Regions from separate parts of the Hordeum vulgare genome. Here all the other regions are linked to region 2. A link is a contact called in public Hi-C data. All regions are on one chromosome and are shown on one strand. Each heading gives the region's core, a stretch centred on a gene start, on an enhancer-like site or on the middle of the called end of the contact. The rest is flanking DNA. Distances are from core to core; before and after follow the strand shown.

Region 1 (4,037 bases), core at 962-3,461, 260 kb before region 2:
CTATCGGCCTCTCCAGGTGGGCGTCAGCGCCAGCGAACGCATCTTCCCCGTCCCGCCCATGGCGGTCGTCACTTTGAGCGCCAGTGTCGAGGAGACGCGGCAGGGGACGGATCCAAAACCACGGATGGCGTGGAGGTGATATAGGAGGCGCATGAGGAGGTCCAGTGGTGGGGCTTGAAGTCCAAGTTCATGGTCGCGGCGTTCCACGCCGGATCCACGAGCGGCCATGGGCACCGCGGAGGAGGCGGTGGCGGCAACGAGCTAGCATCGGACGGCGGCCCGCACGGCGTAGAGCCGCCCTGGCAGAGGAGCATCTGCCTGTGAGGAGGCATAGGCGGACGGCGACCACAGATACGGGAGCGGCTGCGGGCGCCGCGTAGGAGACGGTGACGACAGCGAGCTTGCATCATACGACGGCTCGCACGGTGCGGCGTGGCCTGACGGAGGAGCCTGCGCCGGTGGGGAGGGAGGGGGAGGAGGATGGGCGGCGTCAGCGCCAGCGTGGTCAACTTGGCTTGGCGACAACGCCCTAAACGCTCCACACCTCCATGCACTCGCCGCGCCCTGGCATTGTGGTCGTCTGTCAACCTCGCCGAAGAAGGGCTCGCTGTAGTGCCTGTAGAGGAGCATCAGGCAACGAGCCACACGGCAGCGTCCTTCTTGGACTAGCAGAGGTAGAGGCGCCCAGTCTACTTACCGTTACCATGGTCTAGGAAGCGCCCAGCCTACCTACCGCTATCATGGTACAGCTGCAGCCCCGTGCACTCCAGGGAGATGGTCGTCTCATTGAGCGGGACGGAGGCAGAGGCTAGCGTATATGCGCGATAGCAAAAAGAAAGAAAAGTCCCACCTCGCCCTATATATTTAATTTAAATATGTCCGTGAGTAATCAAGATAACAAACTGGCTAGAAGGTGCGTGACGTTGCATAAGTGTCGTGTGAAAGAAAATTGCGGGCTATAAAAGGATGAAGGGATTTGAGGATTATTATGGGATGCATGACGTCTCTACATGCACGACGAAAAAAACATAGCCTAATCACATGCTGCGGACTATACAGAATATCCTCCCTTTGTCATGGACATCAAAACTCATTTTGTTATTATTGTACGGTTGAGATTAAGTGGTTCACCAGTCTAATAATAAATTGCAAAGTGAGTACATGGTTTCCATATTTCTTCTAAACCTCAATTTGTGTTCCTGCCTACAATGTTGTCATGCGTTGGCGCATTTTGAAATAAGGAGTTTTCAATACCAAATTGTGCCAGCAAGGTCCAAATAAGTGAGTACATGATTTCCCTCAGAGAAAAAATATAGGCATTGTACAATTCATTATATTTATGAGCAACTTTTTCGACCATTTTATTTTTATATATCGGTGTGTCTGTTTTTATATATGGATACAAGGATTTAGAAAAATATTCAATCATATTTTTTAAAAAATAAATAAAACCGCAACTGCTCGTTGACCATGCGGGGAGCATGGACGAGCTGCCTGTTGACGTCCATCCCGCAGCCCCACCAACAACGGTGCCCAGCCTACTCGACAGTGGGCGCCTCCTACTTCTCGCAAGGTATCTCCCCTGCTCGTCGCTCCCCTGGATTCCACTTCCCCTACCATAATATTCATATTATAAGATATTATAGGTATTAGTTGCTATAATGGATTGTCGTATGTTACATATCTACTTGCACTTCAATGACGGTGTGGAGTTTAAGTAGGTTTTGACGGAGGGCATGAGAGGAGGGGGAGGGAGGAACGGGCTTTTCAAATACAAAATTCATGATAAAAAATCGATAATTTAATCCGGTGCAACGCACGGGCATTGTTACTACTCCCTTCATCTCAGTTTATAAGTCCGGCACGTGTACGTAGGTCGTCAATTTGATCAACTTAATGATAAACATATATTACAAAAAATATATTTTTAAAAACTTTAGATGTTCTATTTTTTAATGATATAATTTTTATATTAAACAATAGATTTTATATAAATTAAATTGACAATCTAAATATTGTCTTCTAAACTGTGACGGAGGTAGCAGTATATATACATATATATATATATAGAAAAGGCGCTTCGACGCTAGTGTCACCCTATATGTTGCCCCACCGATGCGGCCAAGCGACAGGTGCCGAGTTCGTCTCCGATTCCCATTTGTCTGCCTGATTGATTGGCTGGAGCATAATCAAATCATATCTACTTCCGTATCATATCACGTTCCTTTCAACGGAATGAGTAGCGATCGGCGACCAGTACAGTACAGCCGAGTTTGACCCCACCAGTCAGTCAATCGGAGAAGTAACTCAACCTCTCCGCCCCTGATGCAGCCCGCCGCCTCCCATGCGACCTCCACTCTCCGCCGCCGCCTCCTCTCCGCCTCCCGGCGGCCTCCCTGCCTCCCCCCTCCGACCTCCCGCGGAGCCGTGACGGGGGAGAGGGACCCATGGAGCTCGCCGGCGACGCCCTCGAGCCGCTCCCCCACCGTCGTCCCGCCGCCGCCGGCTGCTCCCGCCCCCCGCCCCCTCTCCGCTCCCGTCGCCGGGAGATGGCCGCACCACCAGCTCCGTCGCCTCAACATGCCCGACCACCAGGTGCCCGCTCCTGGACCCGCGGTCCATCCATCCCCCATTCTGCCCGATTGTGCCGATTTCCCTTTTTATCAATTTTGATTTGGAGACGAAGGCGAGCTAGCGGTTTTCGATACGATAAACTTTTCCCACACTAACCCTGCGATTTTTTTTTTTTGTAGGTTGATCCTATGAGGGTAGGGCTCCGAAGTCTGACCAGCACTTCCGCTCCAACCAGAGCCACCTACGCCCATAGGCGCTCAAATGCATACTCCACCTGTTGCGCCACAAAGCCAGAAGCGCTACCGGTGGAGACGCCGACATCGGATATGCTTGTAGATTCGTTCGGGAGGTTCCACAACTACTTGAGGATCTCCTTGACCGAGCGCTGTAACCTGAGATGTCAGTACTGCATGCCTGCCGAAGGAGTCGAGCTCACACCGAAGGCAGAGCTTCTGTCGCACCACGAGATAATCCGAATTGCCAATCTTTTTGTTACTTCTGGTGTGGACAAGATCAGGTTGACTGGCGGGGAACCGACAGTTAGGAAAGACCTCGAAGATATCTGCTTGCATCTTTCAGGCCTAAAGGGGCTGAAAACTATCGCGATGACCACAAACGGGATCGTTCTTTCCAAGAAGCTCCCGAGACTGAAAGAATGTGGTCTTAACGCTTTAAATATTAGCTTGGACACATTGATCCCTGCAAAGTTCGAATTCATGACGAGGCGGAAAGGGCACTCCAAGGTCATGGAATCAATAGACACTGCCATACAACTTGGATATGACCCCGTCAAGGCATGCAGTTCTTTTGCACACTAAATTATTTCAGTGCTTTGTTTTCGAATATCATTTCAAAAAGTAGAGACTTATTCATTTAATACTATACATAATTTGTTGACATATTTCCCGTCATCCCTTTTCTGCTGCCAGATAAACTGTGTTGTCATGCGTGGAATGAATGATGATGAAATCTGCGATTTTGTTGAATTGACTAGACACAAGCCTATTAATGTTCGATTTATTGAGTTCATGCCATTTGATGGTAATGTTTGGAATGTCAAGAAGCTGGTCCCTTATGCAGAGATACTGGATAAAGTGGTAAGTACATGCTTGAACTTAACTTTCTTTAAAACCATTGCATTCATCCTCCGACATATAGCTGTGGAATTATTACTAAACTATCTTTTTCTGCTGTATCTTTATTATGTAAGCTACAAATAATTTATTTTATTTACGCCCGTGTATCAGCGTCAACGGTTTAAAGGTGTAGAGAGGCTTCAAGATCACCCTTCAGACACCGCAAAGAATTTCAAGATTGACGGGCATGTTGGAACAATTTCGTTTATTACATCAATGACAGAGCATTTTTGTGCTGGTTGCAATAGATTGCGATTATTGGCTGATGGCAACTTCAAAGTGTGCTTATTTGGCCCCTCGGAGGTATGTTGATCTACTTGCTGCCAA
Region 2 (3,747 bases), core at 806-3,305:
CAAAAAAAAAAGAATGTTGAGATCAATGCCAGCCATCAACAAAACTTATCAGGTAGTGTCTCATATTGGTTAAGGATCAGTGAAAATGTTGTCCTATTCCAACTGTATTTCCCCCCAGAACATCACTACTGTTGCCCGTCAGCACCTCCCATGAGTGTTGTCCCCTCCCTCCCCCCGGCAAAAAAATATAGATGAATTGCCTACAAAAAATTATAGAATTGCTTACTGAAAACATGCAAGTACTGTAAAAAATGCCTAACGAGGAAAAAATGGACAAAAAATCGGGTCGGGGGCCTCTCCTTCCTCATCTCGCCAGCACGCCCCCTCCCTCCTACCTCTCCTCGCGGCATCTGAGCTGAGCTCAAACTCACACCATCCCTCCACCTCCCCCCGCTCACCGAACCGCACTCCGGCGAGCACGAGTAACCTCGCCCCCTACCTCTCCTCGCGACGCCTGAGCTGAGCCTCCGCTACTACACCTCCCCCTCTCTCCCTAACCTCCCCCGAGAGGCTCTCCGTCGGATCTACCGCCTTGCGGTGGTTGATATCGACGACGGCGTCGGCGACGAACACCCGAAAACCATAGGTGTTGTCATGAAAAAATAGCATAAACTTCGGTAAATATGTACTGAATGAACTTTGCAGCAGTTGCAAAAATTCAGACAACATATCTGTACTTCTCCCAGGAAAATAGCATATACACCACACCAAATTGTACTGAATGAGACATGTTTTTTGGTGCCTTCCTGATGCGACAAATAAACCTGCATTGTTCAGGTATAAACGAAACACACCTATCTGAGAATTCTGTTGCAGAATATAACAGTCATCTGGAATGTTCAATCTTCAAAAACTAAATGGCGACAGCACATGCATTACACATTCTGATAACAAAGTGCTACTAGTAGAAGCCTGTCATTTCAGTGAAAATGTTGTCCTATTCCAACCGTATTCCCCCCAGAACATCACTACTATTGCCCCTCAACACCTTCCATCAGTGTTGTTTCCCCCCAGGCAAAAAAGTGCTGAAAGAACATGCTGACCACTACCCCGCATTAGACACACTACTATAACTCAAAAATTACTTCAGGTAACACAAACTGCCTAGTAAATACAGATGAATTGCCTACAAAAACTTACAGAATTGCTTACTGAAATTCTGTAAAAATGCCTAACGAGCAAAAATGGACACAAAATCGGGTCGAGGGCCTCTCCTTCCTCATCTCGCCAGCCCGCCCCACTCCCTCCTACCTCTCCCCGCGGCGCCTGAGCTCAGCTCAAACTCGCGCCGTCCTCTCCACCTCCCCCACTCCCCGTACCGCACTGCGGAGAGCACGAGTAACTTCGCCCCCCCTACCTCTCCTCGCGACGCCTGAGCTGAGCCTCCGCTACTACACCTCCCCCTCTCTCCCTAACCTCCCCCCGAGAGGCTCTCCGTCCGATCTACCGTCAGCGACGAACACCCAAAAACCAGTGAGATGAGAGGGAGAGGGGGATTAACTGACCACTCCGCCCGTCGCAGCATCAGGATCTGGAATCTTTGGGAGGGATCCACACCGCCTCGCGCTGAACCACCAACTCCACCGGCCAATCCGCCCGTCGCTCCTACCTTCTCCGTCCCTCGCCCCGACGAACTGGAGTTGGATCCTTCGCCGCGTTCGACTATTTGCTTCGTCGCCGGCTCTCACGCCGCCCGCACCTGCGCGGAGGCTGAGAGGATTCGAGGGATTGTGGTGAGGATTTTGGCTGGCCGCAGGTGAGAGCGAGGAGAGAGATGGGGAAAACAGCGGGACGAAGCGGTGCGTTTCCCAAAAATTTGGACACAATAACACCGCCCACCTGGTCGGTCCGCTGGGGCCACGTGTGCTGCGCGTGATGGACGGTCGTGGAGCGGCTGCTCCAACGCGACAAATCACGCTCGCTCGCCAGACAGCGATTGGGTTTATCTTATGTATTATCTCAATCACATCATATCATGAATAACTCATATACATTTTTTCCTATTAATAAAAAATGTGATATGCACAGATCCATACCTGAATTTCGTTTCTTCATATCCCTCCTCTGAGAAATTTGCCTTACCAGATATGAACGCAACAGGTGTGATTTATTGCCTTGAAAAAAAAGTATATGCCTCTCATATTTCCTCGTGCGGTATGGAACCCTCACCATGGGATACAATAAAAAATTCAAATTTTTCATACTCCATGTTCATGCTAGAATAAGCAGTTTACATAACATGTAGTTTACTAAGCACTGCAGATATAATGTGAAAGTGGCCACTGCCAACCTTTTGGAACAAAGAGTCAGCTAAGGATTGTTCATGTGAGTACAACGGTATAATAAATGATATTGTATGGCTACAGAATGGAAGTAAGATCTAAACAAAGAAAACTGAGCGAAAGAAGTCTTGATGTCACATAAGAAATAAATAAAACGGATCATAACATCATGTACACCATATTAAGCGCATTGATCTCCCTTCTTAAAGATGATAATCACTTCCAAATTAAAGAGCAGTGCTTGCCTACAAGTGGAGTGGAAACTAACTTCACTTATGTAATCTGAAGGTTTCATTCTCCAAACATGATTTGCCCCTTCATGCAAAGTCTCAGGTTACCATTCTCATTAATTATGACACTACACTATCCCATTCATTTGACAACATTGATCAAAACACATCATTTCTTAATTATCATCAACATTTATCAGCACGTAATCATAGTTTAGCAGTTAATTTTTATAACTTACTCTATTCCATCTTTCAACGGTATTTTCCTAAGCGTGAGGGTGCCTGATGGTTGAGAGCAATCCTGGCCCTAGCTCTCACAGTCTAAACCTTATGCTGAATTAGATCCAAATTTCCTAGAAACTGGGAACTGGGTATGTCCAATGAACTTGACGATACATTGAAATAAAGGACCTGATGCAACATTTGTAGGTGATCCTGCAAGCCTAGAAGAATCTAACATCTATGCAGAATTTCAAGAAATCAGATTTTTTTTCTTCTTTCGAACAGATATTTCAAGTGTCCATTTTAGATTTTGTTTAATTCCCCGTTTATATGATATGCATATATAACCTACACAAGAAACAAATACCAATTTTCTGTTTCCTGTCTACCTCTAATTTGTTGTTACGAATATTATCTTTCCATTTTCTGTTTGTAAATATGTGAATATTGACTCTGATGATTTTTATATATCACGATGCAAGTATAGCTATTTTTTTCAGATTCTGAGGGGGGCTCTCGCTGTAAGTATCGGAGAGTCATGAACCGTAGGTTGACCCACACGAGCAACTCTGGTACGACTGAGTCGTCCGGCTCCCACCAGCTTAGTGCCGATGAGCACCCATCATCGGATGACGATGTCGGTGGGTCCTTTCAAGGAGAAGATCAGCTCGCTACCGAGTCTGGCGACATGGTGCACTGGGATGGCTAGGGGTCTACGTCGAGCAACACTTCCAAGAGGAAGAAATTAGGGTGTGGTCCGGGGAAGGTCCCGGAACCAACGGCTACCACCGATCGTCCTCTCATAACTCCGACGGGAGATTGGTAAGCATTTGATTTGCAAATTATTTTGAAATACCACAACTTTTCCACTCACACATGCTTGTCTTTTTCATCATGCAGTCAGTGGGAATTTGTCCCTACGAAGCCTCCAAAGGCGCAATTGCCGAACCATGTCATCGGCTCCCTCGTGAGGAACACTAGTAGAAAAAGGACCTATTGTCCCGGTTCGTGAG
Region 3 (3,863 bases), core at 1,157-3,656, 360 kb after region 2:
ATTTGTCACTCCGTGTGACGGAGAGGTATCTCGGGGCCCACTCGGTAATACAACATCACACACAAGCCTTGCAAGCAATGTAACTTAGTGTAAGTTGCGGGATCTTGTATTACGGAACGAGTAAAGAGACTTGCCGGTAAACGAGATTGAAATAGGTATGCGGATACTGACGATCGAATCTCGGGCAAGTAACATACCGAAGGACAAAGGGAATGACATACGGGATTATATGAATCCTTGACACTGAGGTTCAAACGATAAGATATTCGTAGAATATGTAGGATCCAATATGGGCATCCAGGTCCTGCTATTGGATATTGACCGAGGAGTCTCTCGGGTCATGTCTACATAGTTCTCGAACCCGCAGGGTCTGCACACTTAAGGTTCGACGTTGTTTTATGCGTATTTGAGTTATATGGTTGGTTACCGAATGTTGTTCGGAGTCCCGGATGAGATCACAGACGTCACGAGGGTTTCCGGAATGGTCCAGAAACGAAGATTGATATATAGGATGACCTCATTTGATTACCGGAAGGTTTTCGGAGTTACCGGGAATGTACCGGGAATGACGAATGGGTTCCGGGAGTTCACCGGGGGGCCAACCCACCCCGGGGAAGCCCATAGGCCATAAGGGTGGCGCACCAGCCCTTAGTGGGCTGGTGGGACAGCCCAAAAGGGCCCTATGCGCCATAGAGATAAAAATCAAAGAGAAAGAAAAAAAAAGGGAGGTGGGAAGGAAGGGAAGGACTCCCACCCACCAAACCAAGTCCAACTCGGTTTGGGGGGGGAGCCTTCCCCCCTTGGACTCGGCCGACCCCCTTGGGGCTCCTTGAGCCCCAAGGCAAGGCTCCCTCCCTCCCACCTATATATACGGAGGTTTTAGGGCTGATTTGAGACGACTTTTCCACGGCAGCCCGATCACATACCTCCACGGTTTTTCCTCTAGATCGCGTTTCTGCGGAGCTCGGGCGGAGCCCTGCTGAGACAAGGTCATCACCAACCTCCGGAGCGCCGTCACGCTGCCGGAGAACTCTTCTACCTCTCCGACTCTCTTGCTGGATCAAGAAGGCCGAGATCATCGTCGAGTTGTACGTGTGCTGAACGCGGAGGTGCCGTCCGTTCGGTACTAGATCGTGGGACTGATCGCGGGATTGTTCGCGGGGCGGATCGAGGGACGCGAGGACGTTCCACTACATCAACCGCGTTCACTAACGCTTCTTCTGTACGATCTACAAGGGTACGTAGATCACTCATCCCCTCTCGTAGATGGACATCACCATGATAGGTCTTCGTGCGCATAGGAAAATTTTGTTTCCCATGCGACGTTCCCCAGCAGTTCCGCCGTCACGGGTCGCAGCTCAGCCGTGATGGATGTAGGAAAACGTTATGCCGGTTGAAACATTTTTATATATTGTTGAAGCTTTTTCTATCAACGATTGCAACAAACGCGAGCATGGTTCTGCCGTCACGGGTCGCAGCTCAGCCGTGATGGATGTAGCAAAACGTTATGCCGGTTGTAGCAAAATGAAACACCGATTGTAGCAAAAGCCGCGACGCCATGTGCGATGTAGCCAAATGCGACACCGGTGGTAGCAAAATGCGGTGTCGGTTGTATCAAATTTCGATGCCGGTTGAAGCATGTAGTAAATTACGCCTTCGGCCATGGATGCGACTTAGCGGGCCATGCGCGTTGCAGCTCCGGTCGCCATAGAGCAGTTGAGAGAGGGGAAATCGAGGGGAGGACAATGGTTCGGTGGTAGGCTTCGAGGGTGCTCGCTGGAGGAGATCGTTGGGGTAGGATTTCCCATGGCAACCGGGAGGTTGGCAAAAAGGAAAGAGAAGGACCCGGGGATGAGGAAAGAGATAACGTGGTAGGCCCTGTAGCCACGAGCGAGTGGATGAGACCGCTCCACGTCGGCTGAAAAGGTTTACCATAGAAAATACTAAGATAATAGTGTATTTTTTTTTCTCTATGCATGTGATGCTACTTGAAAATGTTGTTTTGAATTGTAATATATTTAATGCAATCAAACTATATTTTTATTCATGTCAATGTTAACATATATTTATATATTAATCGAGACGTGCATTTACACTTACTACTAGTTTCAGAAAAGAGTCTCGGTTTAACTCCTGATATTGGCGGTAAAAGTAACCAGGAGAGACGTTTACGAACGGCAAACAGTAAATGGACGCATCCAACGGTCAGAGCGCCTCCCCTTGAGCTAGCATGGAGCGAGCAGAGCCGTTGGATCGGCTTCGATGGCGGCTCCGCTGTAATTTTGCCGAATCGCCGGGGATACTCCCGGGCTTTCGCGGCGAAGAAGTACTACGTACGCCCCGACTCGCGAGATGGCATGGCAGTTCTGATGCAACAGCGACAAGAACAATAATGGAGTTGCAGAATTGCTTTTGTTTCCGACAGCAACTCCTGTACCACGTGACGTGAAGCAGCTTTGGACTGTGGCTTGGGCAGCCAACCAAGAACCAACAAACCAAGCCTGCCACCCACTCCTCCCAGGCCGCCGCTTGATCCCCCGCCCGCCGTCGTCGCGGCGATGTCTCCCGCCTCCGCGCGCGCCCTCACCGTCGACTCCCTCAACCCAAAGGTACGTACGTAGCAGGCCTCTGCCGCCGTCCGATCCACAACCCACAGCAGCTTCCGTGCTCCAAGTCCAATGCTGCTGCTGGTGGCTGGTTGGTTTTGCAGGTGCTGGCGCTCTCGGATCACCTCGGGGGCGCCGTGGCCCGCCGCGCGCAGGTATCATCCCCAAAATCGCTATTTTCCAAGACATTCAAATCCCTGAGAGAGAAACGGAAGCTGCTGTATCCGTATATGTGTGTGTCTGAGCCGCTGTACACGAGACAGAGCCATGTTAAATTGCCACTCTACTACTGTAGTAGTATTTTGCACCTAGCTTTGGCAGATCATGCAAATCAAGTGATCCTCTCTTCTGTTCCTTGGTGAGGTGTCCAGCGCATGCAGAAAGAGCTAGAAACAAATCCAGGTGTATACCCTTTCAATGAGGTATGTTCCTGTGAATCCCATCACGTTATTGCAAAACAAACTGAACATTCCTGTGGACCTCATCACATCATTGAAAAACAATTCAATATCATCTTCCACTGAAACTTTCCCCAAATATCATCTACTTCTGTTAGTGTTCCTACCATTTTTTTTATCGTTTTACTGTGATTAATTTTTCCATTTCTTCCGGCAGATAATCTATTGCAACCTTAGCAATCCACATTACCTCGGACAACAGCCAATTAAGTTCTTCCGTGAGGTTGGCGATTTGCTCCATATGAACTCTTGTATTAACATTCTCGTTTCTCCATGCTCTGATGCTTTCTTGTCTTCCAGGTTCTTGCCTTGTGTGATTACCCGCATCTTCTAAACTGCAGTGTAACTAGTTCCATATTCAGGTAATTAACACCACGCATCATATGGGCAAGATGCATTCATATTCATAAGCGGTAGTTCAACTCGATTGTTTTCTGTTGCAGTTCTGATGCAATAACAAGGGCAAGAGAGATATTAGACCTCATTCCTGGGAGAGCAATGGGAGGATACAGCCACTGTCAGGCAAGATCGGGAACCCTGAACCTATTTTCACAAATGCAGAAATGAGACCTGACACTTTTCACCTCTAGGGTACTGAAGGGTTGCGAAATGCAATTGCTGCTGGAATAGCCACTCGTGATGCTTTCCCATGCAATGCGGAGGACATTTTCCTGACAGATGGAGCATCCGCGCCGGTACTATTTGATCCACCATATGCGGAGCAATTCCTTCGTCCACCATCTTATGCATAACACTCTGAATAATAGTTGGAGATATTGTGCTCCTCTGCTACTGCTGG
Region 4 (3,868 bases), core at 1,326-3,825, 420 kb before region 2:
AGCAGACAATAAACAGTATATTCTGTTGTCATCTCCCTCAGGAGACGAGAGCCCCAAACCCTAGCCGCCTCTCTCTCTCTCTCACGCCGCGCCGGCGCCCAACCGCCGGCGCCGGCGTCCCCAACCTCGCAGCCCGCACTTCCACCCCTACAACCTACGTCCGAGACCTGGTAGAACCCTAGCCTCTACCAATGGAAGTATAACTAAATTTAATATTTGTATAGCCTTATGTGGCCTCAAGTGCAGTTTAACCATCTGGCATTTTGAATAAAAGAAAGGTAAACATAACATGGACAATGGCCTAATATCAATCCAAAAAGGGGATTAAAAATGAAATTTATGTTGAAAAAATGGTGAAAAAAACTAGTAGGCAGAATCCATACCGTTGTAGCACACTGATTGCCTCAAGAGCACCCAGAACACCAACGACCCCATCATATTTGCCTGAAAATGGAATGGCATCAACATGAGAACCAGTTGCAACTGCTCCTAGCTCTGCCTCAGAACCCACCCTGTAGAAACAAACACACTGTTACAATGTGAAACACAATTAGCCAGCAGAAATATGTTCCTTTTGTACATATCAAGTCCAATGCTGAGAGTTTCAGAACATCAAGTAAATCCAAACTTGGAACAAGAAGAGTAATAAAAGTAGTTTCATAATTGGCACATTATCAGATGCGGTCATTCCTATCATGCAAATAAATTATCAGTTCGGCAACTCGAGCAAAGCAAAAAGTGAGCTGCATGGTAAAGCTGTTACTCCAAACATACAAATCATATAAATTCAAAGCTCATTGGCTAAAAGAATCATTTGCAATTGTCCACTGCTAACAACTTTCAAATTCAGATACATAAACCAACAACAGAATCCCGGAGGTACCAAATACCAACTCACCAGCGGCCAAATATGTTGCCAACGGCATCTTCTCGAACAGAGAGGCCAAGCTGTTTCATTATCCCTTTAATGTACCTATATGCATTAAGAGAAGATATCAATGATCAGCATAGGGTAGCTACTAAGCAGAAATGCATGCTGTCATGAACCAACAGCATGTATACTGTACACCACTATTGGCCATGGGCAGCCCAGCCCGTACAGCCCGACCAGACTCGGCCCGAAAATCCCGGGCCGGGCCAGGCCTAATCGTCCCATTGGGCCGGGCTCGGGCCTGAAAATTGACCCCGACGGTCAAGCCGGGTCGGGCTCGGGCCTGTGAAAAACAAAATTTCAGCCGCAGTCAGACCGGGCCGGTCGGGCTTTTTAGGCTCAGACCCGATTTATTAGGCCCGACAGCCGGGCCGGGCCGGGCTCGGGCCTGGGTTTTCAGCAGCGGGCTTTTTTCCAGCCCGGCCCGACATATGCCCAGGTATACTGTACACACAACCATGGTTACAAAAGGTGGTTCTAGGCGAGAGCAAAACGCCTAGCGGTTCCTTGCGCTTAATGTGCACATAAATGCAGTTAAGCGTGCACTTTGGTCAGAAAAGCACAAGGCAGTGGCAAAAACTCACAATTAATGCCTAGCGTCATTTTACACTTTGCACAGAACCATTCAAAATGTGACGGCCACTGTGAAATCAGAAGCAATGCAAATTCAGATCCTAATAATCCAGACTGATCAATTAATTAGTATAGGCCAATGAAATAAATTTCTGTGGAGTTCCAATTTGGCTCCAAGAGAACTCGAGGCAATCAGAGTAAAGGCAAATGAAGCTATTGTAATTGCAACTACTCGCTAATAACTCTCGTGACCAGGGAACATATAGCTAACCCTCACGAGCCGGGGGTAGGGAAACCTGAACTGGCTGTTTTATCCTCACCTACGAGCTTGAACATCCTTGTCGCTGTACAGGACGCGCGTCACCGACGGCGCCGGCGAGTCGGAGAACGAGGCCAGTTCATCAATCTGCGCAACCAAAGCGGAAGAGAAAACCATCACCACATTACCAACCCCACGTCATCAGCGCCAATCAGAACGGGACCGCGCCGCGGACCACAGTCCATTAATCCCGCCCGCGCCACGTCCCCGGAGCAACAGGCGTTACCGGCGGGCTGGCCTGGCCGGCGCGACGGACGGGAAAGCAGCGCAAGGGGGAGGGGAGTATGGCACCTGGCGCTGGAGGCTGTCGGAGTCGACGCGCAAGGGGGAGGCGCGTCCGCCCTCGCCGTCGTCGGAGGCGGGGAAGCCGGCGAACTCCTCCATCGTCCGCCGCGCCGCCGCGTCGTCGTGGCCCTGTACCCCCGCTGCGGCGCCGACGAGGAGGAAGAGGGAGAGGAGGAAGGGGAGCATGGTTGGTTCCGCACGCAGCCGCTGCCTCCGCTTCCGCTGGCCCGATGTGGGAGGTGGGAGATGACGCGACGGCACTGCAGTGGTGTGGTGGCGAGGAAGACGACATGAGTCCACCACGAAACAAACGAACTAAACAACTGGCTCGGTGGGGCCCGCTGCCCACCCGGCCCGGCCCACAAGAGAAGCGCGAAGAGCCATGGCCCATAGACTCGTTTGGGCCCGGCCCGCAGGGCCGCTGCAGCCCGTATATAGCGATGTCGAAAACGGCAAGCGCACGAGCACACAACCCGCTCTCGACCCAAATCCCCTCCCCCGTGCTCCTTCGCTCCCGTCAAAACCCTCGCCCACACCTCTCCCGCGGCGGCGGCGGCGGCGGCGGCGGCCGTGCTTCCTCTCCGGCGAGGCCTGATTCCACATCCGTACAAGGTTCACGCTCTGCACCCTCTCTCTCTCTCTCTCTCCCTCTCGCTCGCACTCTGCCATCCGTGACCCTGTAGCTTGCTCGCGGGGTCGAGCGTAGGTGAATAACTCGCTGGCGGCTGCAGCCTTGCACGCGCGCGCGCGTGTGTGTGTTGGCTTACTCTGGATGCGGACGCGCGGTACGGGGCATGGTGGCGCGCCCTCCAGTGCTCTGGATTTAGGGTTCGGAGGCCGTGCGTCCTCCATGTCGCTCCTGGCGACTGACGCTTAGGGTTTGCGCGTGGATCCGCGGCCCGTGTGCTTGGTGTGGTCCAGAGCAGCATCTGGTTGGTTTATTTAGTGATTAGTTGATGCTGTCACTAGCGCATCTAGAGCATGTGCAGAGATTAGTTGATGCTGTGACTAGCGCATCTAGAGTATGTGCAGAGTGTTTATGCTACTTGGCTGTGGTTGACAGTGGTTTTTTTGTTGTGTGCTCCAGAGAATATGGATGGGCCTGCTGAGACTCCTGCTGTCGTGGAGCATGAGATGAACGACATCCCTGATCCTACCAGCGGCGAGCAAGCCGATGCTAGCATTGAGGGACAAGCCAATCCTGAGGAAGAAGCAGAAAAGCCATCTGCTGACGAGGAACCCAAAGGCACAAACAACGAAGAATCTGAGAACCCCAGCGATGAAGCGCAGGTGACTGTGAAAGATGAGGATATGGGGGATCAGAACAGAGAGGACCAGGCTATTGGTTCACTTGAAGAGCCAGCAAACGTTGATGGTGGGGAAGCTGAGGCAGACCAACTGGCCAATGTGGTGGCGGAAGACACGAAATGGCCTGGGTGGCCTGGAGAAAGTGTGTTCCGTGTACTGGTTTCTACCCAAAAGGTGGGTGCTCTCATTGGCCGCAAAGGGGAGTTTATCAAAAGAATGTGTGATGAATCCAAAGCCCGCATAAAGATTCTTGATGGCCCACCAGGTGTTCCAGAAAGAGCTGTGAGTTCTTCATTCTCTTGTTCCATCCTGAATTGTTATTATCATAGTTTCCAGTAGTGTTGAAGGTCTGTGGTCTTTTTTAGGCATCCTGAGTACATGTGAAAACCAAGGTTGATCTGTTGCCCCTATCAGTATTTTTTTTTGTTCTATAGTTTCTTCAATAGAACGAT

The links. A called contact is a pair of places that touch in the nucleus more often than the background predicts.
Region 1: a Hi-C map of leaf shows a contact between it and region 2, with 3 times the contacts expected there. The contact joins the promoter of LOC123452749 here to the promoter of LOC123396297 in region 2. A contact is called at or near these places in 3 of 6 Hi-C or Micro-C datasets (leaf and seedling) and 1 of 1 datasets of contacts at active chromatin or transcription factors (embryo).
Region 3: a Hi-C map of leaf shows a contact between it and region 2, with 5 times the contacts expected there. The contact joins the promoter of LOC123452813 here to the promoter of LOC123396297 in region 2. A contact is called at or near these places in 2 of 6 Hi-C or Micro-C datasets (leaf and seedling) and 1 of 1 datasets of contacts at active chromatin or transcription factors (embryo).
Region 4: a contact with region 2 is called in a Hi-C map of leaf, with 2.0 times the contacts expected there. The contact joins the promoter of LOC123396026 here to the promoter of LOC123396297 in region 2. A contact is called at or near these places in 3 of 6 Hi-C or Micro-C datasets (leaf and seedling).

What each region holds. Positions count from the first base shown.
Region 1 is chr5H:49,115,933-49,119,969 of MorexV3_pseudomolecules_assembly, reverse strand. It overlaps LOC123452749 (GTP 3',8-cyclase, mitochondrial), which reads left to right and starts at 2,211. Exons shown (of 7, transcript XM_045129458.1): 1 at 2,211-2,595; 2 at 2,754-3,368; 3 at 3,504-3,671; 4 at 3,822-4,013. The coding sequence starts at 2,326.
Region 2 is chr5H:48,853,483-48,857,229 of MorexV3_pseudomolecules_assembly, reverse strand. LOC123396297 reads right to left here and starts at 2,055. Exons shown (of 4, transcript XM_045091271.1): 1 at 2,037-2,055; 2 at 1,506-1,894. The coding sequence starts at 2,055.
Region 3 is chr5H:48,492,416-48,496,278 of MorexV3_pseudomolecules_assembly, reverse strand. LOC123452813 (alanine aminotransferase 2-like) reads left to right here and starts at 2,406. Exons shown (of 15, transcript XM_045129535.1): 1 at 2,406-2,609; 2 at 2,711-2,761; 3 at 2,978-3,028; 4 at 3,222-3,287; 5 at 3,365-3,426; 6 at 3,508-3,586; 7 at 3,655-3,759. The coding sequence starts at 2,559.
Region 4 is chr5H:49,271,843-49,275,710 of MorexV3_pseudomolecules_assembly, reverse strand. It overlaps LOC123396026 (flowering locus K homology domain), which reads left to right and starts at 2,575. Exons shown (of 7, transcript XM_045091056.1): 1 at 2,575-2,720; 2 at 3,196-3,698. The coding sequence starts at 3,201. LOC123396027 (ureidoglycolate hydrolase) reads right to left here and starts at 2,392. Exons shown (of 12, transcript XM_045091057.1): 1 at 2,115-2,392; 2 at 1,825-1,910; 3 at 899-973; 4 at 384-512. The coding sequence starts at 2,294.